Linked DNA regions of Hordeum vulgare: region 1 is linked to region 2. A link is a contact called in public Hi-C data. All regions are on one chromosome and are shown on one strand. The core of a region is the stretch at or near the end of the contact, and the rest is flanking DNA. Distances in the headings are between cores, read along the strand shown.

Region 1 (5,670 bases), core at 2,650-5,149, 690 kb after region 2:
ATTCGACAGGCGGCCTAGCTATATTAAAATAACATCGCACCACGAATCTCAACCCAATCAGAGAAAGTTTTCAACACACTTTTAAAAACAGGGTTTCGACGGTGCCGCGGGCGCGTGCGAGTGCGGTCGGACTCAGAACGGACAACGACGAGAACCGACAACTACTAGCGGATGCAAGTTTTGAAAACGGGCGGCAACGGGATGCCGATGCCATGCTGATGATGCGCATGATGCGATGATGATGCGACAAAAGCAAAAAATAGACACACGACGAAAACGGAAAGAGAGGGGAATCTTCTGGAACGTCGGCATCGGGCTGTCACAGAGCCCCGAGTCGCCCAGGGCGGGGGCGACGCGAGGGGTGTTTTCTCACCGAGTCCAGGGAAATGGGATCTTAAAAATGGGGAGAATTTCACTTCCCGACCTCTACACCAACTAGGGATGCATACAACCAAGTGGTGCGCAAATATCTGAGCAAATAAGGTGTTCAATGTGTTGGTCATTTGGTCAAGTATGGAATTTGTTGACTAAGTCCTCTTTTTCTAGCCCTCCCGTGCAATCACATCATGCTTGAAGGTGAAGAAGAAAAACTTCATCATCATGCATTGTTGATTGAAGTTGAATGGGAAACCCAAGTGACTCATATACATTTCCCATACCATCAAGACCGTTGACATAGGCAATGAATACAAAGATGTTTATCGAACCAACCTGACAAATGAAGAGCCAACCAAGAATGTCTAAAGGGGATCCGGTGGAGGAACTGGGAGGAGGATAAGGAGAAGTGAGAAGGGGTGGCGTCTAAAATGATGTAGAAGTTCGAGGGCATCATGGTGAATAAGGAGGAGGCATGCATCAAGTGTCATGACATCAAGGCAAAAAATAAGACAAAGTTGTTTGTATCTTCATGGCGACCAGGGGGGAGAAAATCAACCTCGAAGAGAAGAATATCTAACTCGAAGAAAAGAAGACTAAGTTTGAAGAGGGGAGAGTTGAGCATGTGGTCGCTTTAGATGAGACTAAAATGTTGACCATGAAGATGGGTGTGTTGGATCCCAATGCGGGGAAGATCGTGCAAGCCGTCCGTGCAAGGATATTGAAGCGCTTGGCAATATAGATGGAGGAGGCGAACATTGTGGAGGAGCCGATTATAGAGAGAGGAGGGAGGAGGCACAAACAACCGGTTTGGAAGAGCAAAACATATCTTTTTTGAACGGACTACCAGTTTAGAACTTTTATGATCGGGCCCATGTAAAAACTTATGGATCGCCATTTTTTAGTTGTGAAGACTGTATACATATGTACTTTTTATTTGCTTATCAATTTCTATTGATCAATATTTACTCTTCAAATATATACGGATGAGGCTGAACCCGAGGCCAACATTTTGGGAATTTTGTTGGATGGATGACTCTTAATATGCCGATTTGTAGTTTGGGTGCCAGAAGCTGATGATCTAGCCCGATTGCCTGGAAGCAATTCTCACGCTAAAAAAATGGAGGTTTCACTACTTCAGCCACGACTCTATTTGTGAGAGGACACCCGTGAGGCAAGTTCATTTGGAAAAGTCATTTTGCTCCCACAGCCATGGAGAAGCAAACCCAATAGTTCACACTCTTGCGAAAGATTGTAGGCTGGAGAATTTACTTTCGGTGGATGACCTGCTAGCTCTATAATCTCTAAGATGATTATAGATGTATAAGTAGACAATGCCCGTGACGTCCTTGAGCATTTGGAAAGGCCGGACTAATAAGCCAATTAATGTGCTTTAAAATTCAAGCTAATAAAAAAAATCACGAATGCATATGTTCACAGTCTTTGCGGATGCGTCCGTTTACATCCCTAATGATGAGATGATGTAAGCAAATATTTAAGCAGTAAAGGAACTATAATGATATATTTTCTTAAAAAGAATGGCTCAAATGAAAAGTTCAGTAACATGCACTCCGTGGAATGGGAGCGCCTTCTCGACGCTTATAGCTCGAGGACGCCAAGTTGCGCCCATACGATGCCATAATGGGCCACGACCCAAAAAGCAATTGTCCCTGGTTTGTTGATCGATCCTGCACTAGTTAGCTAATACACCTTCAAATGATTACTTCCACCTCCATAAATTGCCACAAATGACGCATTGCATACGTGTCATTTGTCGTAATCTATGAGTTTTTTTTCTTTCGTAGATCCGCATTTTCAAAATGTTTTATCTCCTAAACCATGCGTTCAAATCTCGATCCGTTTTCATCATTGGCTTTCTCGCATCAAGATCTTCAAAACTAGATCTCATGTTGATAGGTTTTGATGAACTTTTTTTACATGAAAAAAAGGAAGAAAAAAACGGACGAAAAAATTGTGTCTCACGCGATAGAAAAAAAAAACAGAAAATGCGCTTTTTTCTCTTTCCGGGAGGCACGGGTCGTGCCTCTCGCGAAGGCAAAATCGTGCCTCTCACGTAAAAAGAGAGAGCAGAAAACGCGTTTTCCCCTTTTCGGTAGAGGCACGGGCGAGCCTCTCACAAAGGCAAAAACTGTGTCTTTCGCGAAAGCAAAAACCGTGCCTCTTGCAAAAAAACACGTTTTTTCCCTTTCGGTGGCGTGCCTCTTACGAAGGAAAAATAGTGCCTTTTCGCGCAAGCAAAACCGTGTCTTTCGAAAAAAAACAAAAAACACATTTTTTTTCTTTTCGAAAGGCACAGGCGTGCCTCTCGCAAAGGCAAAATCGTGTCTTTCGTGAAAGCAAAACCGTGCCTCTCGCGAAAAATGAAAATGCGTTTTTTCCCTTTCCAAGAGGCACGGATGTGCCTCTCGCGAAGGCAAAACCGTGTCTCTTGCAAAAAAAACAGAAAATGAGTTTTTCGCATTAAAAAAAAAGAAAACACATTTTTTCCTAAAAAAGCTTGATTTTTTTCGTCCAAAAGTTACGAAAGACCGGTGAAAAACCATAACACCCAAAAAAATCGGAAAAAACCACCCAAAAAGGCGAAAACGCGTGTGAAAAATAAAAAAAATGTGAAGAAAACGCTCAAAACGCGACACGTGGCGGCGGCTGGAAACGCGCCAAGTGGCGGCGCGCGGGAGCAATCGCTGAAAGGCTCCCGAAAAAACGCTCGCTAGCTAGTTGCTCCCCTGGTCGCTTGATCAAGGTTGATAGTTGACCTGGACAGTTGATAATTGACCACCGATCAAACATTTGATTTTTTTTTAAATAATGATCATGAATTTGAAAAAAATTCACAGTATAAAAAAAAGTTCATGGATTTGAAACAAGTTCATGAACTCAAAAAAGTTCACATGTTCAAAGTTTGCGGAATTCAATTTTTTTGGGGGGATTTCAAAAGAGTTCACAAACACGAAAAGGTTTAAGGGTTCAATAAAAAGTTCACGGGATTTTCTTTTTACGGATTTGAAAAAGGTACACGAACTCAAAAGTTTGCAGATGTCACAAAAGTTCATTGATTTGGGAAAAATAAAGTTCACGGATTTTGAAGAAACTTCACATACTTTGAAAAGAAAGTTCATCATTTTTTACATGTTACACGAATTTTAATTTTGTTTTATGGATTAGGAAAAAAAGATCGGGGGTTTGAAGAAAGCTCATCGAAGAAAACCACAGATTTGAAGAGATTTATTAAATTAGAAAAATGTTCGCGCATTTAAAAAAGGAAAAAGAAAAATGCAAAAAAAAAAAAAAAAAAAAAAACAGGAAACAGAACAAAAACCATCCAGAAAACCCAGTAAACGAGAAAAACCGGCCGGCCTTGCATAAAAACCGATCGAAGAGGGGGGGTGTGTGCCAAATAGAAGTTGGGCCCTAGAACAATCCATCCGGAATCTCCCGAACCAGACCATCGTCTTTTTGCTGGCCCAAAATTATCCTTCTATATAGCCCAAAGTCGTGGCCATTCCACTCCTCTCGGTCCCAAAACCCTAGCTAGCCTCGCATCCCGCGCCATCCCACCCTCGCCGCCGCCGCCGCCGCCGCCAGATGGAAGTCGACAAAGCTCCGATCGCTGCGACGGCAGGCAAGTCTTCCTCTGCCGCCATGGCGGTGGACGCGGCCGGCGGCGTGGAGAAGCCGCGGTTCGACGCTCTGATGCCAAGCGAGATGAGCGGCGGGCGGCCACAGTACCGCAAGGTCCAGGTGCCGCCGCACCGCTTTGCGCCGCTGAAGAAGGCGTGGTTGGATATCTACACCCCTGTCTACGAGCACATGAAGGTCGACATCCGCATGAACCTCAAGGTTGGTAACCCGGCTCAGTTTTCTATTGCCTCGTTGCAATTTCTTCTGAATAGTAAGAGGAACTCCGAAGCCGTCTGACCCGTGTTGCCTCCCTGTCATTTAAAACGCGCCAATCGGTGTGTAATTATGTAGAAAATCGTTGGTCAGTTGTTGATGATCTTTCTTGTACGGTTTGGTTCAAGCACTTGTGTAGTATGGACCAAATTTACACTAGCTCATAGCACCTGTGGTTGAACATTCAGATCAAAAATACACCTGATGCATGTCCTGTTCCTTCAATTCAGTATACTAGAACTTGTATCATGGTAAAACATAGTCTGTTTTCAAACTTCAGTGTTCAGTGTTTTAATTTCCAGTGCAGTTGACCTGGGAATAGGAGGTATCATGATAGTTATGGTGATAAAACAGATTATTTTTTTCAAACTTCAATGTTCAGTGTTTTTGTTTCCAGGGAAACTTCTGTCTCAACAGTCAAACCGCACATTAGATTTTCCGCTCATCGGTTAGACAGCCATTCGTTTTCATTGGGGGCTTCTTGTAGCTTTGGTTAGAGGCTTCTTCATGAATCCTATCGATTGGATAAACGGCTAGCAGTATGTATTGAAGCAAGTAAACATTTGCTGGCTATACTGATTATTTGCATATACCTATTTATTTCAGTTCATCATGATGAAGCAACTGATACGAATTATTGCCACTAACTGTGCACTTGACCTGATCAACCTTATTTTTGTGGAAAGCATAGTGTTCTTCTAGTAGAATACATATACACGTGACTCAATTGGTTTGCCATTTGCCTTGTGGCTGGTGGGTTCTCTCATGGTTTTGGGGTGTCAAGGAGTACTTTCAGTGCTTGTTAATGGAGGGAAAACTTGTCAGATATATCTGAATGTTCAGCATTTGGCTGTCTCCTTTGCTGCAAATTCATTAGCATATTTTGTTTTTCACAGGCAAAAAGGGTTGAGTTGAAAACAAGGCATGATACACCAGATGTGAGCAACCTTCAGAAGTGTGCGGACTTTGTGCATGCTTTTATGCTTGGATTTGACATTGCTGATGGCGTTGCCTTGCTTCGTCTTGATGACCTGTATGTGGATTCCTTTGAGATCAAGGATGTGAAGACACTTCGGGGGGAGCATCTGTCGCGTGCCATTGGCCGCCTATCGGGGAAAGGAGGCAAGACCAAATATGCCATCGAGAACTCTACCAGGACTCGCATAGTTATCGCTGATACGAAGATCCACATACTTGGCTCTTTTGTTAACATCAAGGTTGCCAGGGATTCACTCTGTAGTCTTATCTTAGGTTCTCCTGCCGGCAAGGTCTATTCTAAGCTTAGGGCTGTATCTGCTAGGTTGGCAGAAAGGTATTAGTTGAGTCTGGGTCACATTATGTAGTTGCGGTTTTGGCCTCGTAAGTTGTTGTATCTGCAGA
Region 2 (5,237 bases), core at 1,040-3,539:
TCAAAACTTCCTGTAAAATATTATTATGCAAATGAAGTTGAATTTGTGACAAAGCCTTACGATCCCTTCTTTTCTCATCAGCAGTCCAATCTTCAATTCTATTCTTTCCAAAACTATCCAGTGCATCATCATAGTCGGCTTACGCCAACAACGCCCGCATCTTGACTTGCCATAGGGTAAACCTTGTGTCACGGTCCAGCAGCGGAAGACCGTACTTCATGGATGCCATGAGTAGATAAATCTGGTAATCGTAGCAGTTGACCAGGCGTATACTAGTACTAGTATCTGGCTGATCAAAGTACTAGTTGCTTGAACAAGTCTGCACTTAGTAGCTTCACGTGACGAACAGTGAACAAATCTGGACAGCAGAGTAACAGCGGCGAACGAATCTGGCTTCACGTGGACAGCAGCAGCAACTTGCGTCAACAGCGTCAACAGCGGCACTGTAGCGCTTGATGGATGAGACGAGGCGGCGATTGAACCGAGCCCTCGAGGCGCGAGGTGCTCCTGGCGAGCGAATACCGGATCGGGTCGAGGAACAGCGACAGCCTTGGCTTCTTGCGGCTGCAGCGGCTCTGCTTATGACGCAGCGAACGGCGATAGCATCAGTAGTCGAACTCGGCTTCTAAATCGATCCGGCTTCGGATCGATCGCTAGGTCGCGTCCGGCGGCCAGACACAATCCTAATTTCTCGTCTCAAACAAATCTCGTATCTGTAAAACCTCAGCTTTGTATACCACTTGTTAGATAAAACGAGATCAACGAGACACGAGAGACACGGATTTTTACGTGAAAACCCTTGCGGGAGAAAACCACGGACGCACGAAGGCGCAATCACTATGAGGAGTATTACAAGCACGAGACGACATGCCGTCTTTAGATATGACTACATGGAGTATATATGAGGGGCAATACATAAGAGTCCTTGGAGGACAAGTAGACGAGTTGTACTCGTACGCGTTGGTACCAACGCAAAGGCCCACACCGTTTGTACTACGTCTAGTCCAATACGGTAGAACTTGGATCACAATTTAACACAGAGAAAGACATGAACATATCACGAAGGACGTACTGTTCGTTAGTCGTTGTAAGAGCGACGATGTTGATGATGATGATGGCGACTATCAGTTGTTGACGATGATGGAGACGCTGATGAGTAGCACCGTCCGACTTGGACGGTAGACGACCCGTGATGACGAATTTGAACAGTCGCACAGAGCCTTTTCCAAAAACCTAATTCGTTCTCTCCCGATACAGGATCACAAGGACGACGGTTCTGGAGACCTGCTCTCCTGCACGCCGACGTTCGAGATGAGGTAGGCTACGATTGTGGCGCAAGTTGCCAGATAAGGCAAAACCATAGGTATTTTTGGTGTGTGCTTGGCCGAGGCCGGTAAACAGTATATATAGGAGGACCAAAGGTGGTATAGTGTCGCGATCACGATCTCAGACCGACTTAGGCCCTGTTTGGAACCACCTAGATTATATAATCCAGTTTTTATAATCTATTATGTCTCCAAACATGATAGGTTATGATGTAGATTATAAAAACTAGATAGACAGATTATTAAAAACTCATAATCTACTCTACACCAGCTAAAATCAGATTATAGATTGCTAATGACCCATTACCCATGTAAAGTTGGAGATAATTACATTCCTACCAGTGTCACCCTCCTCTTTTTTAAAATAAATCAGAGGGCGGACAGGTCATTATGCAATGTAAAACCTGGATTACAGTTTATATAATCTGGCCTCCAAACATGTTCACCTGGATTATTTTTATAAACCAGATTATATAATCTACCTTTATAATTTAAATTATCATAATCTATTGTGGTTCCAAACAGGGCCTTAGTTTTTAAGTTATATACTTACCGGACAAGAAATAATTAACTTGTCTGTCAAGACATAAAAAATAAAAATGGAAAAAAGAAAGCCACACGCCTGAGAGGCAACAGACTGGATTTCGGTGGATCATTCACACGCATGTCACACGTACGCGCCGTCCAAACGAGGCGAGCAAGCGTGTGTGTGGTCTTTCCTTTTTTTCTTTTAAACACGCACTTAGAGTGGTGAAGAGAACCCATTATATAAAAGATCCAATTCTTTCTTAATTAACGGTATCGTATTAAATTTTAACACCACCACAACATCATTTACCATTTTATTTATAGGTTTATTTGAGATTTCAGAATTTATAAATTGGCCAAACCTATTCTAGCAGAGACCACACGCCCCGGTTCATTTCAGTGCAGAGTTTAAACGAAAACCCTATTTGCCGCGCGTTGCGTCAAATTACCGCGGCTTCACATAGAAAGAAAGCGAGCAAAGATAATCTGGGCCGGCCCATTAACAGTTGGGGGATGCCGGTTTTGGGAACCTTCTACACTTTCCCAGCAGGTTTTTTCCGATTTTGAGAACTTTCTAGAAGATTCTCTAAACCAGTTTTTCTTTTTTTCGTTTTATTTTTTATTTTCTGTTTCTGTTCCAAAAATGCTCTGGAATTTCAAAAAATGTTCCAGAATTTCAATAATTGTTCCAGAATTTGAAAAAATATCCTAGAATTTGAAAGAATTTTCCGGAATTTAAAAAAGTATGTTCGGGAATTTGAAAAATCTTCCGGAAATTTAAAAACTATTCCGTAATGTTAAGAAATGTTCCGGTATTTTGAAAAAATGTTTCAGATTTTCAAAAAGTGTTCTGGAATTTTTATCAAAATGTTTCAGATTTTTCAAAAAAAGATTCGAAATTCGAAAAAAATTGTCCAGGATTTCAAAATATTGCTGGAATTTGAAAAAATGTTCTGGAACTTTAAAAAAATGTTCTGGAGTTTGAAAAAACGTTCTGGAATTTATAAAAATGTTCTGGAAGTTTTTATCAAAATGTTTCGGATTTTTTTAAAAAAAATACGGAATTTGAAAAAATGTTCCAGAATGTGAAAACATATTCCGGAATTTGAATAAATATTCCAGCATTTGAAAAATGTTCTTCATTTTCTAAAAAATGTTAGACTATTCAAAAAATGTTCATGTTTCAAAAAGTGTACATAAGTTGAAAAAATGTTTCCGATTTAAAAAATATTTACAAATTTCAAAAAATGTTCTTTTCTAAAAATAATTGCTATAAGTTTTTTAAAATGCTCCTGTTTTCAAATTTATTTGTGTTCTTATAAATTCTTCAAAGAGTCAAAAAGATTTGCATTTATAAATTTTATTCGTAAATACAAAGGCTGTCTAAGTTTCATAAATTTATAAAAACAAAAATATAACCTTTAGGAAAAAGAGAAAGAGAAACATGAAAGAAAATAAGAAAGAAGAGAAAAAAATGGAGCCGGATAACTGGCCGGCATAGTCGCTTCATCCCTCCTGCACGAAGCCATTACTATTGGACGCAAAATGTGTCCACTAGGAGGTCCCGAGTTTAACAATGCTTATGCTCTTCTCCTCTCAAACAGGATGCGGAATAGACGGAAATTCAAAATTGAGCTTGCCTTTTTCGCTCCAGCATGAACTGTTTAATAGGGAGAAAGTAAAAAAGATATAAGTATTTTAATGAACACGTATGTTTCATGAAAAAATTGCATGATTTTTAGCAGTGTTTTTTTCCAACCCAGTACACATGTCTTTTATTCACAAAAGCATGCACATAGTTCAAATACACGAACATGTCCATTGTAAAGAAAAGCAGATTGTGTACTGTTTATGGGAAGCATATGAGTCCGAGCTCCGAAACGCCTCCCTCGTACAGAAGAGCTTAATCATTTGACATTCATGTACTACAGCTATGTGTTTTCAAAATCACACACGCTGTCTCTTCTTTGAAAATTTACACATAGTTCGAAGACACGAAACATGTCAACAATCACAATGGCAGTCAAAATAAACTTAAGGTTTACTTATAAAAGGGATAAAGGCATTTAGAGCAACTCTAAGCGCGTGACCCAAATGAACGCATACTTTGTCCGCATTTTGCTCATTTGGGTCGGTCCGGCAGACATTCATGTTCACTTTTGTAATTGGATCGGCGCTTGCGCCCAACCCGACCATGACCCATTTTTAGGTGGCGTGAAAAAACATAATATATTTTTTGAAAATATAAAAATAATTAATTAAACAATATTGCCGGTCTGAAAGGCCGACGATAGTTTCATGAGTCCACATTAAATTAAACAGAAATTTTAATAAACAAAAAACAAGGAGGGACGTTGCCCAAGGCATCCTCCTCGTTGTCGTCGTCGGGGTCGGTGAGGTCGACCAACGTCGACGCCGGGTCAGCCCACGGGAAGGCCGTCTCCCAGGCGGCGGCGACGCCGTTCGCCGGTGGCTGCACCGGCGCTTGCTAGGCACCACGTCGCGCCTCCTCCTCAGCTTCGGCCTCGCGCTCCATCCGCCGAGCCCCTGCTCACTCTCTCGCCACCCGTCATTGCCGCCAGTACTCCAGGTAGGCCGCCTCCTGCTCCGGCGTCGAACCCAACCATACGGGTGGTGCGCTGACCCACTCGCGCACCACCATGTCCCACACGTACAGCTCAGGCCTCAGGACCAGCCACCTTGGCTCATCCTTCGCGGGGGACGATGGGGCCAGCGGTGGCACGACTGTCTCGCCGGCAACGGAGAGCGCCATGGCCTCCGCCATCCGGTTCTGGTAAGTCGCCTTCTCCTCCTTGAGGCACGCTTCCTCCTTGCTTGTATGCAGGACGGCTGCGAGCGCATTCTGGTACGTGGCCTTTGCCTCCTGTTCTTCATGAAGAGGGACGACGGCGGTCCAGCCATCACGTCGTGAACGCCACGCCGACGTTGTTCCTCATGCTCCCACGCAAACCAGGCCTCCTATTCGGGAGAGTCTGTAGCATACACGGGGTTACGCCGCTGCTATGGTGTCATTTGCTGCTGTCGGCGCCTCACCTCCTCTGCATGCGCCCGCATCGACCGTGGGACCGCTGGCATTGGGATCCTCTCCGAATCCAAATGACATTCGTACGGTAGCGTGACATCGGGGTAGGGGAGGGGGACGCGATGCTCCGAGTGCCACCTTGTGTGGTGCACCGGTATGCTGACCCGCTGCCGAGGCGGACAGGAAGACGCCGGTGATGGGAGTGTTGGGGAACGTCGCATGGGAAACAAAAAAAATTCTACGTGCACACAAGACCTATCCATGGTGATGACCATCTACGACAGGAGAGAGTGCATCTACATACCCTTGTAGATCTCTAAGCGGAAGCGTATATAACACGG

What was found. Hi-C and Micro-C count contacts between places; a contact is called where the count stands out from the background.
Region 1: a Hi-C map of leaf shows a contact between it and region 2, with 7 times the contacts expected there. The contact joins the promoter of LOC123447844 here to the enhancer-like site in region 2. A contact is called at or near these places in 2 of 6 Hi-C or Micro-C datasets (leaf and seedling) and 1 of 1 datasets of contacts at active chromatin or transcription factors (embryo).

Annotation. Positions count from the first base shown.
Region 1 is chr4H:52,819,593-52,825,262 of MorexV3_pseudomolecules_assembly, forward strand. LOC123447844 (RNA-binding protein pno1) reads left to right here and starts at 3,900. Exons shown (of 2, transcript XM_045124539.1): 1 at 3,900-4,236; 2 at 5,187-5,670. The coding sequence starts at 3,982. The coding sequence ends at 5,609.
Region 2 is chr4H:52,129,037-52,134,273 of MorexV3_pseudomolecules_assembly, forward strand. No RefSeq gene overlaps it. Among protein-coding and RNA genes, the nearest start is that of LOC123451173, 6.3 kb to the left of the region's middle. Within about 2 kb of position 2,290, at least 2 of the 3 cell types and tissues checked have open chromatin away from gene starts, as enhancers often do. A contact at or near this core is called in leaf, where this site is marked.